3 separate regions of the Mus musculus genome follow, and all the other regions are linked to region 2. The links are chromatin contacts, called in public ChIA-PET and HiChIP or PLAC-seq maps. All regions are on one chromosome and are shown on one strand. The core of a region is the stretch at or near the end of the contact, and the rest is flanking DNA. Distances in the headings are between cores, read along the strand shown. Region 1 overlaps Frmd4b (FERM domain containing 4B). Region 2 holds the start of Uba3 (ubiquitin-like modifier activating enzyme 3). Region 3 overlaps Frmd4b (FERM domain containing 4B).

Region 1 (3,725 bases), core at 746-3,245, 180 kb after region 2:
CTGTTGGCAATACTCGCTACACACACACACACACACACACACACACGCACGCACATGCACACACACACACAAACACACACACACACACACACACACAAACACACACTAATATTAAACGAAGAAAGAGAAGCAGATATGAAACCTCTAGCTATGTGACACTGTGAACATTATGTAACTTCTGTGCCTCAGTATCCCCCTGTGTAATGTAAGAATAACAAGAGATCTTAGCTAATGGGGGCAGCATGAGAACTAAAATAACAAAATCAACAACAGAAAACCTAAGTGTATACAAAAAGTGTGGATTGAATTACAGCCGTTTCCCCACTTAGAGACTGCTATGGCCTGCTCTACTCTGAGCAGTGGGGACAATATCCCGAATCCTAATTTATTAAGGGCAATTTTGTCTTCCAAGAACAGTGACTGAAACAAAGATAAACGAGAGATGCTTTTAAGGGGCCGGGTCTGCTGCTGGCCTAACTCCAAGGAGTTACCACTGTAGCCACTCACTAGTTATTAAGGTAACTATCTGGTCTGTGTTCTTGCTTTTAGTCATCCAAAGGCTCTGAGAGCCCAACATCCTGAGCACTGAAGGGGCTCTTCTCTCATTCCTTTCCTTCCCATTAGGAAGGAAATGAACCTTATACATTCTTATTTGTTGTCTTTTAAGTCAACATCTCAGTTTATCCCAAACTGACTTGAACTCTCTCTGTAACTCTGGCTCAGCCCTGCTCAAACCCGTGTTTACCCTTCTACTTAGTACCTTGACTTCCCAAGTGCTTAGATTAAAGGTCTGGGCTACTATATCCATTCTAAGGATTTTGTGCCTTTTAAAAGGACTTATTCATTTTATGTATAGGAGTACCCTGTGGCTGTCTTCAGACACACCACAAAGGACATGGATCCTAGTACAGATGGTTGTGAGCCACCATGTGGTTACTAGGAGGACCTCTGCAAGATCAGTCAGTGCTCTTAATCACTGAGCCATCTCTCCAGCCTGATTTTGTGCATTCTTAACATGAAATCTCAACACAACCCCATCAAGTCAAAATGAGGAACAGAATTGAAAAAGGTTATTCCTAAACTCCTGTGTCTGCTCTGGAATTCACATTTTCTTAAAGGCAATTTTAACACATTATTCATTCTGCAGGTTGAACACAACCAAAATCCCAGGGGCTTTTCTAGTTATGTGTGCAAACAGTCCACTGAAAGTCTTATTTATGGGGACTGAATTTTCACTCCTTCCACATTCTGAGTCCATGGATGGAGAGGGGCAAGGGTCCACGAGTCTACTCATTAATAATGAGCATTTGGGGAGCCAGGGAGATGCTTCCGTAGCTGAAAGAACTTGCTGTGAAAACACGATGAACATAGAACACGTGGGTAAACCAGACATGATGATGAGTGTCTGTAATTGCAATGCTCCTATGGTGAGAAGTGAGACAGACAGTAGAATTCCCTAGACTTATTCATTTTATGTATAGGAGTACCCTGTGGCTGTCTTCAGACACACCACAAAGGACATGGATCCTAGTACAGATGGTTGTGAGCCACCATGTGGTTACTAGGAGGACCTCTGCAAGATCAGAAACCCCAGGGCCAACAGACCAGGCACCAACACTCCAGTCTCAAAACACATGAGACCTCACCTCCAACAGGATGGAGGATAAAGATTGATATTCAAGTGTGTCTTCACACATGAACGCATACACATACACATCATAAAAACACACATAAAAAAATTCTTCTTTTTAGTGTGGGGGTTGGGTAGGGTCTCACTACATAGCTCTGTGTGGACCAATTTGGCCTTGAAACTCACAGAGCTCTGCCAGCCTCTGCCTCCCTAGTGCAGGAATTGAAGTCATGCATTGCCGCTCCCTGCTCCCACCCCCTGTTTAAGTAATAATGAGTATTTGGCATAAACATGACAGAGGTATTCACAGGTCGTGTGATGAGAACTGACACCCTAACCTCACCCACGCTGTCCTGAGAGAGCTCTCTGTGGAAGAGGTTAGGCACCATTTTAAACCACAGAGCTAGCCCAGGCCCAAAGTAGCCCTCACACTGAAACCTCGCCTCAGAAAAGAGGTTACGATCAAAGGTTACGGTCAAAACATACTAAGGTTTGCAATGTGTTTTCTCACACTGCAAACTGCACCTGCAGATGAGAGCTAGCAAACAGAAACATCCCATCATGGGCAGTGTTTAATATAGCCATACAGGAAGTGGGGATGTGTCAAAAAGACTGCTAGGGTAGATTTTCTTTCTTTTTCTTCTTCTTTTCCAAAGGAAACCGGTTTCATTTTTCTTGATGTTTAATTGGAATTTAAAATGTCAGAAGAAACATTAAGAAACCCACTGAGCATCTCTAGAGATAAACAGCCATACACCAATACAGCCCACCACAGGCTTCAAGAGGATCCTGCTGGTTGAACACGCTTTTACATGTTCTCGGGTCCAGCCATGGCTGAGTTTGGTTTGCGCACGGGCACTTCAAAACTGAAGCCTAAAGAACCTGCTTTCCAATGCTGGAGAGATGCCCAGTGGTTAAGAGCTCTGACTGCTCTTCTAGAGGATGTGGGTTCAATTCCCAGCACCCACATGGAAGCTTACAACTGTCTGTAACTCCAGGATCCAACACCCTCACGCAGACATGCATACAGGCAAAACATCAATGCACATAAAATTAAAAAAAAAAAAACCTTAAAAACGTAGAAAGAACTTGCTTTCTGCTGGCTGTGCTGGCACACGCTTGTAATCCTACCATGCAGGAGGCTGAGGCAGGATTATAAATTGGAGGCCAGCCTGGGCTACATAATCAGACCTTGTCTTAAATAAACAAACACTAGCTCTAATTTCCTTTTGTTTTGTGATAGGGTATCTGGAATCACAAATTAATCTCAAACTGATTGCATAGCTGAGCAGGACCTTGAGCTTCCAATTCTCCTGCCTCTACCTCTCTAGTGTACAGTTACATTCCTGTGCTCCCAAGCCTGGTTTGTGCAGTGCAGTGCAGTGTCTCGGGCCCAGTGTACACCAGCTCAGCACTCAATCAACAGATCTACTTATCCTAAGCCCATGCTAGCTTTCTATAAGGAGACAACTGATCTTTATTTAACGCCTAAAATATTAGAGGAAATCTATGGGCATTTGATTTTAAAAATTAGACTGGCAGTGAAATTCTTCTTTCTACAAAAACTATTATTAATCTTTTTAAAGAATAATTTTAGTGCTGAGAGTGGTAGTGTACACCTTTAATCCCAGCAGAGGCAAATAGATCTCTGTGAATTAAAGGCCAGCCTGGTTTACATAACAAATTCCAGGCCAGCCAGGGCTATATAGTGAGATTCTATGTCAAAAGGAAGCAAAATCATATATCTGTATCTATACACACACACACACACACACACATGAGTATATATATATACACATGTACTCATATTCATTCTTTGGCAATTGTACATATGTATGTAATCTATCTAGATAATATCCATCTTCAACTATTCCCTTTCACTTCTCTGGACGTTCCTCAACACCTCTCAACACCTCTCTTTTCCATACTTAGGTCCTTTCCCCCTCTTTTTTTCTAAAACCCACCAAGTTCAGTTAGTGCTGTCTACTGGGTGTTGACTGGTCCCCTGGCCTCATCTTAACTTATGTGACCATAGCTTTAGGGAGTTTATGAGTGCAATGGCCATACCATGTCCAGAAGACAGCATATCACAGCG
Region 2 (3,498 bases), core at 464-2,963:
GTGCATAGGTTGAGGGGGGTCTCTGAGAACTATGGTGCTTCAGTCTAACACTAGTTATGGCTCCTCCCAAGTTGGAAAGATGAGAGCCACTGAACACTTTGGATGAAAGCAATGATCATACATTTCTTTCCTCAGAAGGATCCCAGTATTTTTTTTTCCTTTAAAAACTAAAAATAAAAAACAAACAAACCTCTCCTAATACTAAGGTCCATTTGTTGTCACAAAACACACACACAAGAAAAATGTTTAGATTACAATTATGCCACAGATAGGCATTTATTTACCATCAAGAAATCTTTGAGAACATGCAACTAATAAAGTGGGACTTCTCTAAAAAACAAAACAAAACACTCAAATGCACTTTATAACCACAGATTCATTCATGTTTGGTTGTGATAACTTTCCTGTAACCCCAAAGTTTCTACCTTCAAATATATTAGTGATTTCAATTGTTTACAAAAGGGACTAACATACATTGCATAGCTGATGTTCTGATGCAATGCTGGGTCTCACGCCATAACCAAGCACACTCTAGCTTTGAGAAGATTCCTTAACTGTCAGAAACTTCAGCTGTAGACTGCAACTACTTCTGATGGTCATGAGGTAAAGAGATCATCAGGTATTGAACTTAGGGGCTGCTCTTGGCAGACAGCAAGCGCTCAAACTTTGTTATTTCGTGCTGAGTTGGGAATTAAGCGGTGAGAAAGGGTGAGCCCTTGCATTTGAAATTCACCCATAGGGAGGGGCATGGAAAAGACCAAAGTACTACTGAGAGCTGACACAGAAATTATGAATCACCACACCCAATACACGAGTATTTTTTCCCCCTTCCCACGGAGGGCGGGGAGAGGAATCACGTAGGATTGGCCATATGAAAAGAATTTTAAAGTCTGCGGCATCAAAAAAAACTAAGTATTTAATACAGGTTGTGTGGTAAATGAGAGAGCAAGTGAGTTGCCGTGTCCTTTAAGACCCAATTACCTTGCAAAAATGACAAGTTTTAACACAATTCCTGATTCACGGAGTGTTCATAAAAAGTTTATGTGTACTATTGTCTCAGTGTTCATCAAGGACCCAAAACAGGCCTCGTGTCCATTTAGATTTAGATTGGATTCACTTGCCACAAGGTCACAGCTCTGACAATTTGGGTTGGAGGAAGAGGGGAGTACCGGGTGGCTTTTGCAGGAGCATAGCCAGGGAGCAGCCGGCCGGTGGCTCGAGCTGGGGACGGGGTCAGGGGTGAGGACGCGCGGCCTGCTCCAGGTGACCCCCTCCCAGCACCCTCGGGCCCGCTGCGGCTGGTCCCCTAGGCCTGGGATTAGGGGGAGGCGGGGGTCTCCGGAGAGGACCCCGGCCTCCCAGCAGCACTAACTTCTCAGCCAGCAGCTCCTCTATTCTCCTTCTTTTCTTCTCCCTAAAAGAAAGAGAGAATAAAAGAAGGGTCAGCATCAAGCTCCAAAGAGGGCGCCGCAAGGGTATGGGGGGCGAGGGGACGGGGAAGGGGTTGGGGGACCCCCGGCTGGCAGCGGTGACTGCCCACCGCCGCGCTCTCTCACAACCCAGCCCAACTCGGCGCTCCGGCAAAATCCCGATACTTACGGCTCCTCGCCATCCGCCATATTGTTCCCCGCCTCTTCCCAGAGGCCCTCGCGCCGAGCGGGTCCGCCCGGGAGGGGCGGGACTGCAGGTGAATGGAAGGAGGGAGAGCCGAGCCAGGGAGGAGGGGAGGAGCTTCAGGTAAGAAAGTGAGGGGGCGCGGCGGGGCGGGGCTTCAAACGGAGAGGCGGAGCTGGGGTTTGGGTTCCGAGGCTTTAGGAGGGAAAAACTGAGCAGGCGCGGAGGGGCGGGGTCCAGTGCTTTGAGACTGGGCTATTAGAAGGAGGAGCGAAGGCGGAGCCAGTACTAGAGGCGCGGCTTCAGGGGACGAGAGGGAGGGGCGGGAGCGTCTGGGAAAGCTAGTTGAACAGCGGGAAGCAGTGGCTAAATAGGCTGCTTAGGTCCCCTTAGGCTTTGCAAGCATTTCCCAGTGTATTTAAAATCTTTGATTAATTGTGCCTACTTAATATTATACCATCTATAATGTTGCTATGCCACATGAACTTAGATATGTTACTTATTTATACACTTATACGTTGACACATAATTGCATAAAATGTTCATATATTCTATTTAAAAACTAAAATAGCCACCCCAATATGCCAGTGCTTTTCTCCGGGAAAATTGGTGAAAGAAATTTCCGTTTTCCATATATCAGGAAGATTCAAAACCCTTGCTTTTATGGGCATGAAGTTTAAAGCATTAAATAGACATAGGGTGAAGAGTCTTATTTTCTTTGTGACACTTCAGTGTCACACCAGTCTGTCAGAAAACTAATCTGTTATACATATATACATCAAGATATATATTAGATAAATAAATGAATGATAGATAAGATAGATGATTAGGTATGAAAAGTATAGAGATTTATTTATAACCTGTCACTTGAAAGTGTTAATAAATGAATGAATTTTTGACTCTATTCTTCACAGTCATATATTGTATGTAAATGACTGATTCTGGTAGACAAGAAAGGAAAGAATAATTGTGTTAAACATATCACTTTTAGTAAAGTGAGATAAAAAAATTTAATATGTAAGTCTGAACTGAATTTAAACCCTTACTACTCAGCTATTAACTGTGAGCCCTTGGGTATTTCCAGATCCTCATTTGTAAAATGAGAATAACAACATTCACGATTTTAAGATTGAAAATTAAGTGAATTTTTAAGTGGCTCTCAAATATGGTTTTTGATTGGAATTACTTGAAGGTTACAAATGCCAGGTTTGAGTTTTATCACAAGAGGTGGTTTGTGGACACACTGTTTGAAAACCAGTGAAGTGCCCTGATATAGCTTCTAGGGTGCTCATTAAAGGGGGACGGGGGGGCTGCTACTACTCACTTGAGGCATGCAATCTACTTTGTCCTGCTCTCATTGAACCTTAAGGAAGGCTCATCTGTTACGATCCCCCAGCTACTTTCATCAATAGCACACATTGAGCTAAAAATTCAGTCATAACCAGACAGTGAGAAGAGGAAACTGAGCCTTAGAAATAGAACAAAAATAGCAGAAGAAGGAGAAGAAGAAGAAGAAGAAGAAGAAGAAGAAGAAGAAGAAGAAGAAGAAGAAGAAGAAGAAGAAGAAAGCCTGCAGGGAACCCAGGTTTAATTCCCAGCACCCACACAGTGGCCTTCAACTCGCTGGCACCCAGCACACAAGTGGTGCAAATGTACATGCAGACAACACACCCAAAAGAAGTTCACAAAGATGTCAGTCCTGCATCTGTGTGTCACCATGACTCACCACTTTGACAGCTGACAGCAGACATCGTGAGATCTGCCTAACTGATTAGAAAGAGCCACCTCCTTTTGTTAATAATGACAGTAGTAGTGGCAAGTGGCCGAAATCCTCAGTAGATTTATTTTCTTTACAGTGAAGCACATCATCAAGTATTAGACATC
Region 3 (3,217 bases), core at 611-3,110, 200 kb after region 2:
ATAAGCTTAGCTGTGTGGATCTTGCCATGAGATCACTACTTCCTTAATTTGTTTATCTCCTTGAACACAGGATTCCTCTCCATTTCGCTTCCTGGTGTCCCTTGATTACTTGAACCAAGCATTTTGTAGTTTTCCTTTCTAAGCTTGCTACACTTGATCAAAATGTTCTTCATGAGAGTAAGCCAGAGGACAAAGTCTATGCTGAGCTTTTTCGAAACTTCTGTTGTCAATGTAATTAATATGATTCTCTTCAGCTTAGACTTAGCCTCAGGCAGACTCTTCAGACAAGGGCAAAAAGCAGCCACATTCTTCACCAAAATACCACAAAACAGTCTTTAGGCTACATATTAACATTCTTTTCCTCTGAAACCTCTTGAGCCTAGCTCTAGTTCAAATCACTCTACGCACCAATGTCTTCCATAGTCCTACTAGGATGGCCCATTGAGGCCCACTTAAAGCATTCCAGTGCTTTTCAAATCCAAAGTCCCCCAAATCCACATTTTTCCAAACAAAAGTATGGTCAGGCTTATCACAGCAATAGCCCCTGGTACCAACTTCTGGTTTAGTTAGGGTTTCCATTGCTGTGAAGAGACACCATGACCAAGGCAATTCTTATACAGGACAACATTTAATTGTGGCTGGCTTACATTTTCAAACATGCAGTCCATTATTATCATGGCAGGAAGCATGGCAAAATCCAGGCAGACATGGTGCTGGAGGAGCCTAGAGTTCTACATTTTCACTGAAAAAAAGCTAGGAGCAGACTGTCTCCCAGTTATCTAGGAGGAGAGTCTCAAAGCCGATGACCACAGTGATACACTTTCTCCAACATGGCTACACCTACTCCAACAAGGCTACACCTCCTAATAGTGCCACTCCCTGAGCCAAGTGTATTCAAATCACCACAGCCCTGTATGAAGGGCTTCTATGCTCTAATATGCCCTAGCACATTATACTGATGACCATGAATGAAAGACCCCTGTGTTCTGTATCCCAGTATGTTATTGATATTCCTGTGCTCTGTATTTCTAGCACATTACTAGATGTCCATGCGTTATGGCCCCCAGTGTTCTCCCAGCCTATCACCTGCTGTTCACTCATGAGGGACCCCTGGCAATTTAGATGCCTTTATAGTATTCAAAGATCAAAACAACCAAATACTATCTTTGGTTGCATTTATGTGTGTGTGTGTCTGTGTGTAATATTCCTGACCCCTGCACCCAGAGTTGCTCACTACCAAGTACTCTCACTAAGCAATCTATGCTGGCTGGCCCGCAAGCCTCAGGGATCCACCAGATTAACGTCACTGGGTCTGGAATTACAAGTAAGCCTAATATTAAAGTTTTCCTTCTTTCTTTCTTTCTTTCTTTCTTTCTTTTTTTTTTTTAGTTAAAAAAAATCTAAAAATTCTAGTTTGAGTTCCCTGGTTACATTTTCTAGTCAAAACAAGCAACCTGACAGGTTCTTTCTTCAGATGGAAATGTCACCAACAATTCTGTGTTCTCTAATTGTGGTGTGAGAACCTCCGACAAACAACTGTGACAAACAACTGTGACAAAAGCCATTCACTAGCTGTCCCTGGACTGTGAGCCTCCATTCTGTGACCTCAGTGAAGCCCATTCAGGATGCAGAGAGTTCTACCTTGTGGGCTTCAGCACGATCATTTCTTTAACAGGAGTAACAACTGCCTGCTTTGAAGAATAAAGGCTATGATGATGTCACTGTCTTGTTTGGAGGATGAGTTAAGTGAATCATTAAAGCCTTGATAAGGGTTTCAATTATGCTAGCAGAGAAGAGAAAGTTAACACCAAGCAGCTACAGGACATTTGAGATAACTGCTAAGTAGGGGCCAAAGTCCCAGGAACAAGCCACCGCCAAGTGCTGTGGAATTCCAGGAACCTGCTGCAAAAGATAGCAAGGCCTTGTGAGGGGCTGTCAGGAAGGGGAGGCAGGGTTTGCTCTCTGGAATTTTCAGGCACACGCTAGACCTCAGCAGCTGTCTGCAGAACAGGCACACAAATGTGGTCACTAAATAAATGGTATTTGTTAAGATTCTCCAAAGACACATTCCTTTGGCTGTACTGTGACACAGCAAAAACGTGGTGAGTGTCCACAAAGATTAGTGTGGAAGGATGTTGACTGTGTCCAGAGTTTAGCATAGCCAGGGGCAGCCCATGTGTTTGCAGGAGGCTGGCCAGCTGAAGTATGCACAAGCAAAGAAACAGATATTCTCCCCATCCTTCGTAAGATACAAACAGTAAGTCAGTAAAAAACCCACCCAGTTATCCCACAAGGTGGGAAAGGAGAGGTGAAGGAACTTCCTGTGGAAAGGAACTTCTCATTCATTCTGTGTTTTCAGAGTTGGAAATACTCACAGGGTTAACTTCATTCCTTATAGGTACCTCATTCACACCAACTTTCCCTTCAGTTTCTGACTAGCCCTAGCCTAGACCTAGCCCTAGCCCTAGCCTAGCCCTAGCCCTAGCCTAGCCCTATCCCTATCCCTAGCCTAGCCCTAGCCCTAGCCTAGCCCTAGCCCTAGCCTAGCCCTATCCCTATCCCTATCCTAGCCCTAGCCTAGCCCTAGCCCTAGCCTAGCCCTATCCCTATCCCTAGCCTAGCCCTAGCCCTAGCCCTAGCCTAGCCCTAGCCCTAGCCCTAGCCCTAGCCCTAGCCCTAGCCTAGCCTAGCCCTAGCCCTAGCCTAGCCCTAGCCCTAGCCTTAACCCTAACCCTAACCCTAACCCTAACCCTAACCCTAGAGTTAGGGTAAGGGCATTGTTCTCCTTGCTTCTGGTGGGGCCCTCCTTCACTCACTTCTGGGCACATGTGCCTTACACCACACCCTTTCAGTACTACAGGTTTTCCTTAGGATCCTTGGACACCTTTCAGCTATGATTTAGACCTATATAAGTCACTTTGGGTACCCTCCTTCTTGAGCGTTAATAATAATGGAAACATTTGGATATTTGTAAACATTCACCATGACTTTCTTTGTCTGAACATTATAGGAAGGAGGAGGGAAAGAAGGGGGAGGGGAAGGAGGAGGAGGAGTAAGGAAAAGAAGGAAGAAAGAGGGAAAAGAGGAGGCGAAGGGAGGGAGTAGAGGGGTTGGGGTGGGGTTTCCAACATCATAGTATAAAATGAGATGTATTGTCATTAAAATTCCCCATGATCTTAGACTATGCTTCATGTTGAATTAGTTTTAAATGGTTTTA

Evidence for each region. ChIA-PET counts read pairs in DNA pulled down with a chosen protein or histone mark. HiChIP or PLAC-seq counts read pairs in DNA pulled down with a chosen protein or histone mark.
Region 1: a contact with region 2 is called in an RNA polymerase II ChIA-PET map of memory CD8 T cells, with 111 read pairs. The contact joins the enhancer-like site here to the promoter of Uba3 in region 2. A contact is called at or near these places in 3 of 39 promoter capture datasets (embryonic stem cells, liver and pre-B cells), 1 of 484 Hi-C or Micro-C datasets (nephron progenitors), 6 of 115 datasets of contacts at active chromatin or transcription factors (effector CD8 T cells, embryonic stem cells, memory CD8 T cells and 1 more) and 2 of 9 other capture datasets (adipose tissue and liver).
Region 3: an H3K27ac HiChIP or PLAC-seq map of extraembryonic endoderm stem cells shows a contact between it and region 2. The contact joins the enhancer-like site here to the promoter of Uba3 in region 2. A contact is called at or near these places in 17 of 39 promoter capture datasets (the 3T3-L1 cell line, 3T3-L1-derived adipocytes, the C10 cell line and 11 more), 1 of 15 datasets of contacts at CTCF or cohesin (embryonic stem cells), 5 of 484 Hi-C or Micro-C datasets (the AML12 cell line, embryonic stem cells, muscle stem cells and 2 more), 13 of 115 datasets of contacts at active chromatin or transcription factors (the 230-238 cell line, bone marrow-derived macrophages, embryonic forebrain and 7 more) and 3 of 9 other capture datasets (adipose tissue, embryonic stem cells and liver).

What each region holds. Positions count from the first base shown.
Region 1 is chr6:97,385,531-97,389,255 of GRCm38.p6, forward strand. The region is part of intron 5 of Frmd4b (FERM domain containing 4B); the gene reads right to left. Among named protein-coding and RNA genes, the nearest start is that of Frmd4b, 100 kb to the right of the region's middle. Within about 2 kb of position 1,996, at least 15 of the 459 cell types and tissues checked have an H3K27ac peak or open chromatin away from gene starts, as enhancers often do. A contact at or near this core is called in effector CD8 T cells and memory CD8 T cells, where this site is marked.
Region 2 is chr6:97,203,934-97,207,431 of GRCm38.p6, forward strand. It overlaps Uba3 (ubiquitin-like modifier activating enzyme 3), which reads right to left and starts at 1,714. Exons shown (of 18, transcript NM_011666.3): 1 at 1,600-1,714; 2 at 1,373-1,414. The coding sequence starts at 1,619.
Region 3 is chr6:97,408,036-97,411,252 of GRCm38.p6, forward strand. The region is part of intron 4 of Frmd4b (FERM domain containing 4B); the gene reads right to left. Among named protein-coding and RNA genes, the nearest start is that of Frmd4b, 78 kb to the right of the region's middle. Within about 2 kb of position 1,861, at least 61 of the 459 cell types and tissues checked have an H3K27ac peak or open chromatin away from gene starts, as enhancers often do. A contact at or near this core is called in the AML12 cell line, extraembryonic endoderm stem cells, liver and 4 more, where this site is marked.